Regions from separate parts of the Mus musculus genome. Here regions 2 and 3 are each linked to region 1. The links are chromatin contacts, called in public Hi-C maps. All regions are on one chromosome and are shown on one strand. The core of a region is the stretch at or near the end of the contact, and the rest is flanking DNA. Distances in the headings are between cores, read along the strand shown.

Region 1 (2,700 bases), core at 198-2,697:
TCTTGCTTTTTAACCCTGTCATATTGGTGTTTCTCACCTTTTCCTCTGCCAATCCCTCCCAGAACTGATAAATGTCACGGAGAAAAGGAAACCGATCACATTTCCCTCTGGCAAACGAAGGAAGATTGCAGCTGCATTTTAGTTTAGAATCGATCTTGACACTGGGACCTGGGTGGGTTTTGTCCCACCCTTCTGAGCACTTTGTGCGAACTCAAGGCATTGCTTCGTCCCCTTCACTGAGACCAAGAGCATGGTTTTTAAGGCAGATAATCAGATGACCAATTTGGAAAGGGAAAGTGGGAATAAAGGGAGGATAATGACTATGATGCCTATTAGGGCTGTCACTAGGTATAACTTTATTTTCCCAAACATGCAGTGTTCCTTGAATTAATGACGGAGGTATGCGCTGATAAGCTAATTGGAAATTGCAAAAATCAGCAAGCCAAAGAGGGCACTTAATGCCCTAAACTCATAGAGCCTCTTAATTAATCCACACAGCACAGCACAGCACAGAGCATTGTTGATTTATTTCTCACAGTTTGACAGGTGGCTACATCTGAAGCTCGCCACTGCCCAGCATCGGGAACAATGAATAACTGCATGTCACTGTGGGCCCTGAAAGAAAGCCACAATGAAAAGACCCGAGCGAGGAATGATTTCTAATGTTTTTGTTGCATCATAAGATCCAAAAATCAAAATCTGAGGATTCCCGTGTCTGACCTTTTTATGCTGGGGATCCTTCTGTGTACCGAAAGCAAGCAGCTCCTATAGAGATGCGGATTTTCTCCCACACTGCCCCTCACTGCCACAAACACCAAAACATTTAACAGGTGGAGCACTTTGTGAATGGGAGCAGAAATCAAAGCCAGAGGGATCCTTCCTACTTCTTACTAAGGGACTTTTAGACCTAATAAAAAAAGGTTTAAAATTAAAGAATAACGCAAAACTTGCAAATCTGAAACTATATATATATATATATATATTTTTTTTTTTCTTGTTAAAAAGAGAGAAAGAGATGCAGGCTGGAGAGTGAGCTCAGTCTATGAAGTGCTTGCCTCATTATCATAAGGACTTGAATCAGATCCTCAGAATCCCCATTAAGCAGACACCAGGCATGGTGGTACGTGCATATAATCTCTATGCGGGGAGGCTAAGCCAGGTATCCTCAGGGCCATCCAGCGTAGCCTTCTTTATGCCTCCATTGCGGCGAGAGAAGTCTGTTCCAAAACTAAGATGGACGGTGCCTGAGGAATAACACTCCAAGCTGTCCTCTAGCACCCACAAGCACGAATAAACATATGCTCTTGCATACATATGAGCATGCACACACAAAACAAATAACTCTATTTTTAAAAAGCTCCCATAACTCAGGGCACGAGGCTGTATGTATACCAGTGTCCTCATATTCATCCAAGCAGGGGGTGGTAAGGGGAGGATGGGAAGGAACAGCCTGTAAAGCCACGCCAGAATACAAAGCCAGCCTACAAATAGTAAAAAGGGAGGAAGTGCTTCTTCAAAGGCCAGGGCTGCTGGCAACTCCACAGGAACAGGGCTGTGTGAATGTAAATGGATATTCCCTTATGATAGGGATGTAGATATTGACTGTAGTTGTATTCTGTCTTAACAATAACTAATCTCACCAGGTCTAACTCTGTGGACAGTGAATCTTGAATCACAAGGTTTAGGCAGGCTCAGGAAGTTCCCATAGCTTTTTATGAACTGAAGTCCAAAGGGCTCTCTAACAGGCTGGAGCAGGGGAAACACAGTGCTGACAGATATTGCCCTTTTCCCCCTTCCCCTCTCTCTTGTTAAAAACCACTAGAGTATATTCGTAAAGCCACCCCATGGCCTGTTCTTTTATTTGGCTACTGACTCACTCCTGAGACAAAATGTGAAGGTACAACAATCGAAATTCATTATTTGGTTAACATGTCCAATCAGAATTTACCAACTCACCCTTTCACAGACTCTCCCTGTGGTGGATTGAATATGTTTGGCCCATGGGAGATGGCACTATTAGTAGGTGTGGCCTTATTGGCATAGGTGTGGCCTTGTTGGAGGAAGTGCATCACTGTGGGGGTGGACTTTGTAGCTCTGCCCAGTGCAGAAGAGCCAATCTTCTCCTCTTTGCCTCTGGATCAAGATGTAGAACTCTCAGCTCCTCTAGTGCCATGCCAGCCTGGATGCTGCAATGCTTCCTGCCATGATGATAATGGACTGAACTTCAGAACCAGTAACCCAGCCCTGGTTAAATGTTGTTCTTTATAAGAGTTGCCTTGGTCATGGTGTCTCTTCACAGCAGTGGAAACCTTAACTAAGACAACACCTTTTCTTCCTTAAAAATCCACTCCTGCGGAAAAACACATGCTTGCTGCTGCTACTTGCTATCTGCCTGATCCAGAGGCAGCCCTACACTCCCCCCACCCCCCAATGCCAGTCTTGGGTAATAAATCTCTCTCATGCTGAGAATTTGGTGTCTGGGTGTGTCCTGTATGGATTCTGAGGGGCTACCCTTCCTTACAGTCTTCCTCTAAATCCACACCTATGTTGCAGATTCTTCAGTGTTGATTGGTTAGAACTCTATGGCTGGGATGTTGCAGATCAAGAGATGAATTATTTCAGACTACCTTTAACTTCCTAAATATCCACTCATATCAGACATCTATGTCTGACCTACCTTCTTTTCAGCTATCACATAAA
Region 2 (2,700 bases), core at 165-2,664, 320 kb after region 1:
GAGCTCACAACTAGGGTGGATGTTTTCCTCGGACATGTTTCTCTCGTTTATAATTCATGGGGGGTGGGGGGTGGGGGGGTGGTTCTTCTGTGAATCCTCTGAAGGCTGCAGAGCCTCAGGCTGTAGCAGCAGGCTCTCAGTCCCAGCCCTACCTCCATTTTCTCCTTAAGTGATCTCATTCACAGATTTAAATACCATCAATATGCCTGTGCTTCCCAAATTTATGTTTCCCAGCCCAGATCTTCCCTAGCAAACAGCGATTTCATATGGTACAGCTTAATATAGCAACCAGCAGAAAAAAAAATTCTCACTCCTACCATCAGCTAGCTAGCTAGCGCTCTCTCTCTCTCTCTCTCTCTCTCTCTCTCTCTCTCTCTCTCGCCTTCTGGTCACATGGTTTGTAAACCCCAGAAAACCCATTAACTCTGCACCCACTGCCATTTATAACCTCTGTGAACTAGCTGCAAGGTGACTGTTCTACTTTTTTTTTTTTTTTTTCTGTTGCTGTGACAAAAAAACATTCTGATGAAAAGCAACTTAGGGCAAGGAAAGATGCATCTGACTCACGCTTACAGGTCCCAGCCCATCATTAAGAGAAGCCAGCACAGAAACTCAAGCAGCAGCTTGAGACAGACACCACAGAGGGACAGACACTCCTTGCTGATTGGCTCCTTTGTACTTAGCTCTCTTTCCTGTACAGCCTGAACCACCTGTCTAGGGATGGTTCCGCCCACAGTGGTCTGGCCCTTCCTACGCCAGTCAATCAAGACAATCTTTACAGACAGTCTATGGGTCAGCCTGATCTAGGCAGTCCCTCCACTGCAGCTTTCCTCTCAGGTGACTTCAGAGGCTAACCAGGAGAGGGACCAAGCTGTGCCTGTATTTACTTCAGAGGCATTTAGACTGTGGCTTTTCACTCCAGCATCTGTCCAACTTCTATCAAGTAGCTCCTGGGACCTGGTACTGGGTTTAGAGACCTGTGATCCAACACTGGCTAGAAATGCTCAGAACAAATCTGTTGGCTGACTGATGCCTCAGAGAATAAGACTCCCGTTTGGTAAAAATGCCCACCAAGGTTGGCATACCTGGCGGTTGCCAGGTAACTGTGGGGTGGAGTTTAGACAGAATGCTAACAAAGGCTGCTGTGTAAGCGTGAAGACAAGAGTTTGATCCCCCAAGCCCATGAAATAAAATACAAAAGCTGAGCATGTAACATGTACTTGTGACTCCAGAGACAAAGACAGGCAGATCCTTGGGGCTCACTGCCAGGCAGCCTGGCCTTATTGGTAAGCCCCAGGTTCCCAAGAGACACACTCCAAAAAAACCAAGGTGGACCACTCCTGAGTTTGTGTTTTGTATTCTGGGAATGAGCAGAAGCGCATGGGAGCTGGCCAGGCTTGCAGAACCAGGACCGTAGCTCCTATTGCAACATTCCTAGGGAGCAGAAGCAGGTTACTGCTAAAATTGGATCAGGCTCAGCACAGTCCTGATGGATAAGCTGACCCAGCTTCAACCTTCTGAGGAGGCATAGGCTCAGCTGGGGGTGGGGGGCGGGACACTAGAAAAGAGTAACAAAGCTCTTTGTCAACAACAGCACCTCCACCCCCCAGACATACCCATTTTCCTAGGAAATCTGTCCTCCAAGCTTCTGTCTCCAATGGAGAGGAAATAGGGGTTTCAAGAGCAATTTACCTGATACTCCCTGTTTTAAAACACATGACCAACTTAAAGCCCAGAGAACCACATAGCAAACCTGTCAGTTTCAGGGTTTCCATCTCCCCATGTGTGAACTGGCAATAGTAAGCAAATCCACTTAATGGGGGATCTGGGCTTATTTAAAGAGTGCATGAAACGGCCTTGGGAGAATGCCTGGCAGGAGAGAGTGAAACACACGTTTGGGATTCATACCCTCCTTCCAGGCTTGCCTCCTCAAGAGGGGACCGAGAAAATCTGACAGACCATGCGACAGTGTCCTTCCTATTCTGCATATGGAACAAAGCAAATAGGGGTTGCTTCTCTAAAATTAACCCCTTTCTATCTTTGAGCTAGAGAAACTAGACCTAACAGTTGTAGCAGGGGACAAGAAGGGAAGGAGGGCGCGGGGGACTCTTCACTTCAAGAACAAATGGCCTTCTTTAAACAAAAGGTGGGCTGAGGGGGGCAGCAAGGGATTTGCCTCTCTTATGAAGCCAGGCTAATTACTTTTCTGTAGGTTTTTCAATTAAATAAGCTCAGGGCCAAGGACACCTCGCCATATGTAGGAGACTGCCCTCTGCTGTGGGTTTTCATTACTGCAGGAAGTTTGGGTGTTTGGATTTTTCAGGTCCAGGAATTAATTCTAGGACTGTTGCCAGGAGAGGATGCTGGCCTATTCAACTCTGCCCTCTGCCCTCCAAAGAGAAAAAAGAACCCCCCAGTGTTTGCAATCAAAGGAAGAAATGTTTGGGGAGCATCCCAGACCAGAGGATGTTGTTAAGAACAAAACTACTCACACCCCTAATGACTCAGCCTTAAGGCCAGGGAAAGGCTCTCATGAACAAAGGCAGGGCAACTGTGGAACCATCCCTAAGGCTCATGCACACAGCAAGCTGTTACTCAATACCAGGTGGTGACCTGGAGGAATCGGCAAAAGGAAGCTCAAGTGATCAGAGTAGACTCACGATACACATCCCCTGTCCCTGGAGGGAAGTCTGGGGAAGG
Region 3 (2,700 bases), core at 180-2,679, 400 kb after region 1:
GCAAACTGACCTTTGCAGGGTAGCCTGCCAGTGGACTCTAGATCGCACCAATGGCCACCAATTAAAGGCAAAGTCCAAATACCTATAGAGACAGCTCTGAAACTGAGATTGACACAGGAATACTGTTTGAGGGGGCCAATTATTTTATTATTCACACTTGGAACCTTTAGGAATTTTCTGTGACACCGTCTGTCTATAAAATTGTAAGAGTAAATGGAAGTGTGAGAGGCTTCAAACGGTAGGCTTTCTTTAGGCAGCAAATAGGTGAAGGGGAATTTGTATGGAACACACACACACACACACACACACACACACACACACTGTGGCTTTGTTCTGCCTTACAAATACAAGGTGAAGAAATGTTTAAAGAATTCTGCTTGAGGCAGTGTGTGTGTGTGTGGTGGTAGTGGGGCTGGGAGCAAATAAGACTGCCCATCACATCTAGTCCCCTCCATGTGCTGAGCTCTGCTGGGCAGGAGTTGGGGTGGGGGGCATCCCTTAGGAAAGTCTAGCCCCGCCCTCAATTCACAAAACCTGCTGAGCACAAAACCTAACAATACTTATAGATTTTTCCTTTCTCTTATGTTTCTTCCTTTCAAACTCAAATGCACCAAAACCTTGTTGTAAACCAGACTATAAATGGTGAGCACAGTCTATTTTAATTTAAGCCCAAGGGGTCCCCGGGGATATGTAGATTTTTGAACTTAGATAGATACGTTACAGAGCTGCATTGCTAACAGCATGGCCAGTAGCCAAACATGCTTATTTAGATTTAAGTTCATTGTAACTGAAAATTTAAATTCAGTTCTTCAATTTCACAACCTAGGTACCAAGCACTCTTAAAGTCACCCGTGGCCAGGATTTGTCTAGTGTACAGCACACAGCGAGCGAACACTCTATGCTATGGATGGTGCTTATAGAAAACACACTGTTAGGGTCCACAAATGGTATCTGCTTACTGTGAAAACATTTAGCTGTGGAAACTTCAGAGAAGCTAAATAACTCACTCACTATCACACAGCAAATGTGTGATGTAAAGCCAGACTCCACAGCCTTTCCTTATATAAGCTGGTGATGCTACCTTCCACAGCCATCTCCCCAAGAGAAAGAAAACACTACCATGGGCAAGGAGCTACTTGGGGAGCCGGCATTTGTTGCTGACACGCATTTAGAGTCAGATAGGCTGGAGCACAATTCCATTTGTGTGTCTGCCTGGGTGACCCAGGCCGTGAGTGTCATTCTAACTCCGAGTGTGTGTAACTCGGGGGCACCTAATGAGGATTAAACGAGAAAACACCAGATGCACTTGCGCAGAATCTAACGCGCAGAAGCTGCCCAGTAAAGTGCACGTGATTCTGATTTCCCTGCGAATTCTTTTCTACCTGGTAAACCCCAAAGTGCCAGACTTGCCTTGCGCCTGGCAAAGCACATTTCTGAGTCTTGCTCGCCCCCTGATGGTCATTTCCCCCACTTTGGTCCTTTGGTAGCACAGAGGAGCTGTGAAAGAGCCAGGTGGAGGAAGGGAGACTGGGACCTTGAAACCTCAGGAGAAACTTAAATATTCTAACCTCCTTACAGACGCCACAGCCTTTACTGCCAGGCAGAGGAAGGAGGTGAACTGGTTTGGTCTCTATTTTCTGTATGGTCTAATGGCCGTGGTCCCAAGGTGTCTAGGGGCTGGCTTACCCACAAACGTGAGATAGCATTACTTAATCTCCCACCTGATGCTGATCGCAAGTTCCACTTCCTGCCCACATCAGCATAAAAGGCACGTTGAATTTTCCACCAAAATAGGTTTACAGTGGTCCATGCACTTCCTGTTGTCGGATACCATCTTAGTACAAGCTTCCATCCCTGTTCCCCATGCTGGGGCGTTGCCTACTTCCCTGGCCTGTTGTCTTCAGAAGGCAGTAGAGCAATGGTTCCACATCTGTAGCCCTTCGATCACCCTAGGAATTGTCCAAGAACTAACGGAGCTAATCCTCAACTAAAGATGTCTTGAAGATGCCAGGCAGAAGGAAGAGTCCCAGTATTCATGGTTCCTTAAGATTCTAGATGGTTCATCTGTCCAGATGGCTAGATAATCGCTCAACTTCTAGACCAGACTAGAAGCTCTGGAAGCCCCACAGACCACTGAGGCTCACCTGTAGTTTCTGATTTAGTGATCATGAGAATTCCCATTCCTCACAAACCCCCAAGTGCTGCTGTTGGCCTGAAGACCGCACTACAAACCTGCAGTGGTAGCTGAACCTGTGGCTCGGTGGTATAGCACCTGCCTAGGACACACAAAGCCCTGGGTCCTATCCCCAATACCACAGTAAATAAAAATAAAAAACAAAACCTTAAAAATTCACATCTTGTGCCTCATGGTCTACCAGGCAGTATATTGCCCAGCTGGTCTTGTAGTTTTTCACTTCCTCTGCTCCAGCCCCACCCTTGTCTCCTGCCTGCCATTGTCCACCTAGAGATTTTGACACCAGCTACTCTCTTGGCCAGATGAATCCATCTATAGCTTTGCCGACTGGGTACCCATTGGCTTGTGAGACTCATAAGAGGCCACATCCTTTGGAATGCCTTCCCTGACTGCCCTATTCAATATGTGCCTCCCCTTTCTCTGTCCTAATATTCTTTTCCTCACCAGCCTTATTTCTTTTACTGAAATTATTTTACAAATCTGTTCACATAGAACACATTTTCCAG

The links. Hi-C and Micro-C count contacts between places; a contact is called where the count stands out from the background.
Region 2: a Hi-C map of cerebral cortex shows a contact between it and region 1, with 2.6 times the contacts expected there. The contact joins two enhancer-like sites. A contact is called at or near these places in 2 of 15 datasets of contacts at CTCF or cohesin (both in the NIH/3T3 cell line), 3 of 484 Hi-C or Micro-C datasets (cerebral cortex, cortical neurons and embryonic fibroblasts) and 4 of 115 datasets of contacts at active chromatin or transcription factors (astrocytes, embryonic basal ganglia and embryonic stem cells).
Region 3: a contact with region 1 is called in a Hi-C map of cortical neurons, with 1.6 times the contacts expected there. The contact joins two enhancer-like sites. A contact is called at or near these places in 4 of 484 Hi-C or Micro-C datasets (cerebral cortex, cortical neurons and nephron progenitors) and 1 of 115 datasets of contacts at active chromatin or transcription factors (embryonic basal ganglia).

What each region holds. Positions count from the first base shown.
Region 1 is chr6:92,346,399-92,349,098 of GRCm38.p6, forward strand. No RefSeq gene overlaps it. Among named protein-coding and RNA genes, the nearest start is that of Gm38862, 57 kb to the right of the region's middle. Within about 2 kb of position 1,448, at least 9 of the 459 cell types and tissues checked have an H3K27ac peak or open chromatin away from gene starts, as enhancers often do. A contact at or near this core is called in cerebral cortex and cortical neurons, where this site is marked.
Region 2 is chr6:92,663,392-92,666,091 of GRCm38.p6, forward strand. All of the region lies in intron 2 of Prickle2 (prickle planar cell polarity protein 2), which reads right to left. Among named protein-coding and RNA genes, the nearest start is that of Prickle2, 41 kb to the right of the region's middle. Within about 2 kb of position 1,415, at least 57 of the 459 cell types and tissues checked have an H3K27ac peak or open chromatin away from gene starts, as enhancers often do. A contact at or near this core is called in cerebral cortex and cortical neurons, where this site is marked.
Region 3 is chr6:92,742,377-92,745,076 of GRCm38.p6, forward strand. No RefSeq gene overlaps it. Among named protein-coding and RNA genes, the nearest start is that of Prickle2, 38 kb to the left of the region's middle. Within about 2 kb of position 1,430, at least 17 of the 459 cell types and tissues checked have an H3K27ac peak or open chromatin away from gene starts, as enhancers often do. A contact at or near this core is called in cerebral cortex and cortical neurons, where this site is marked.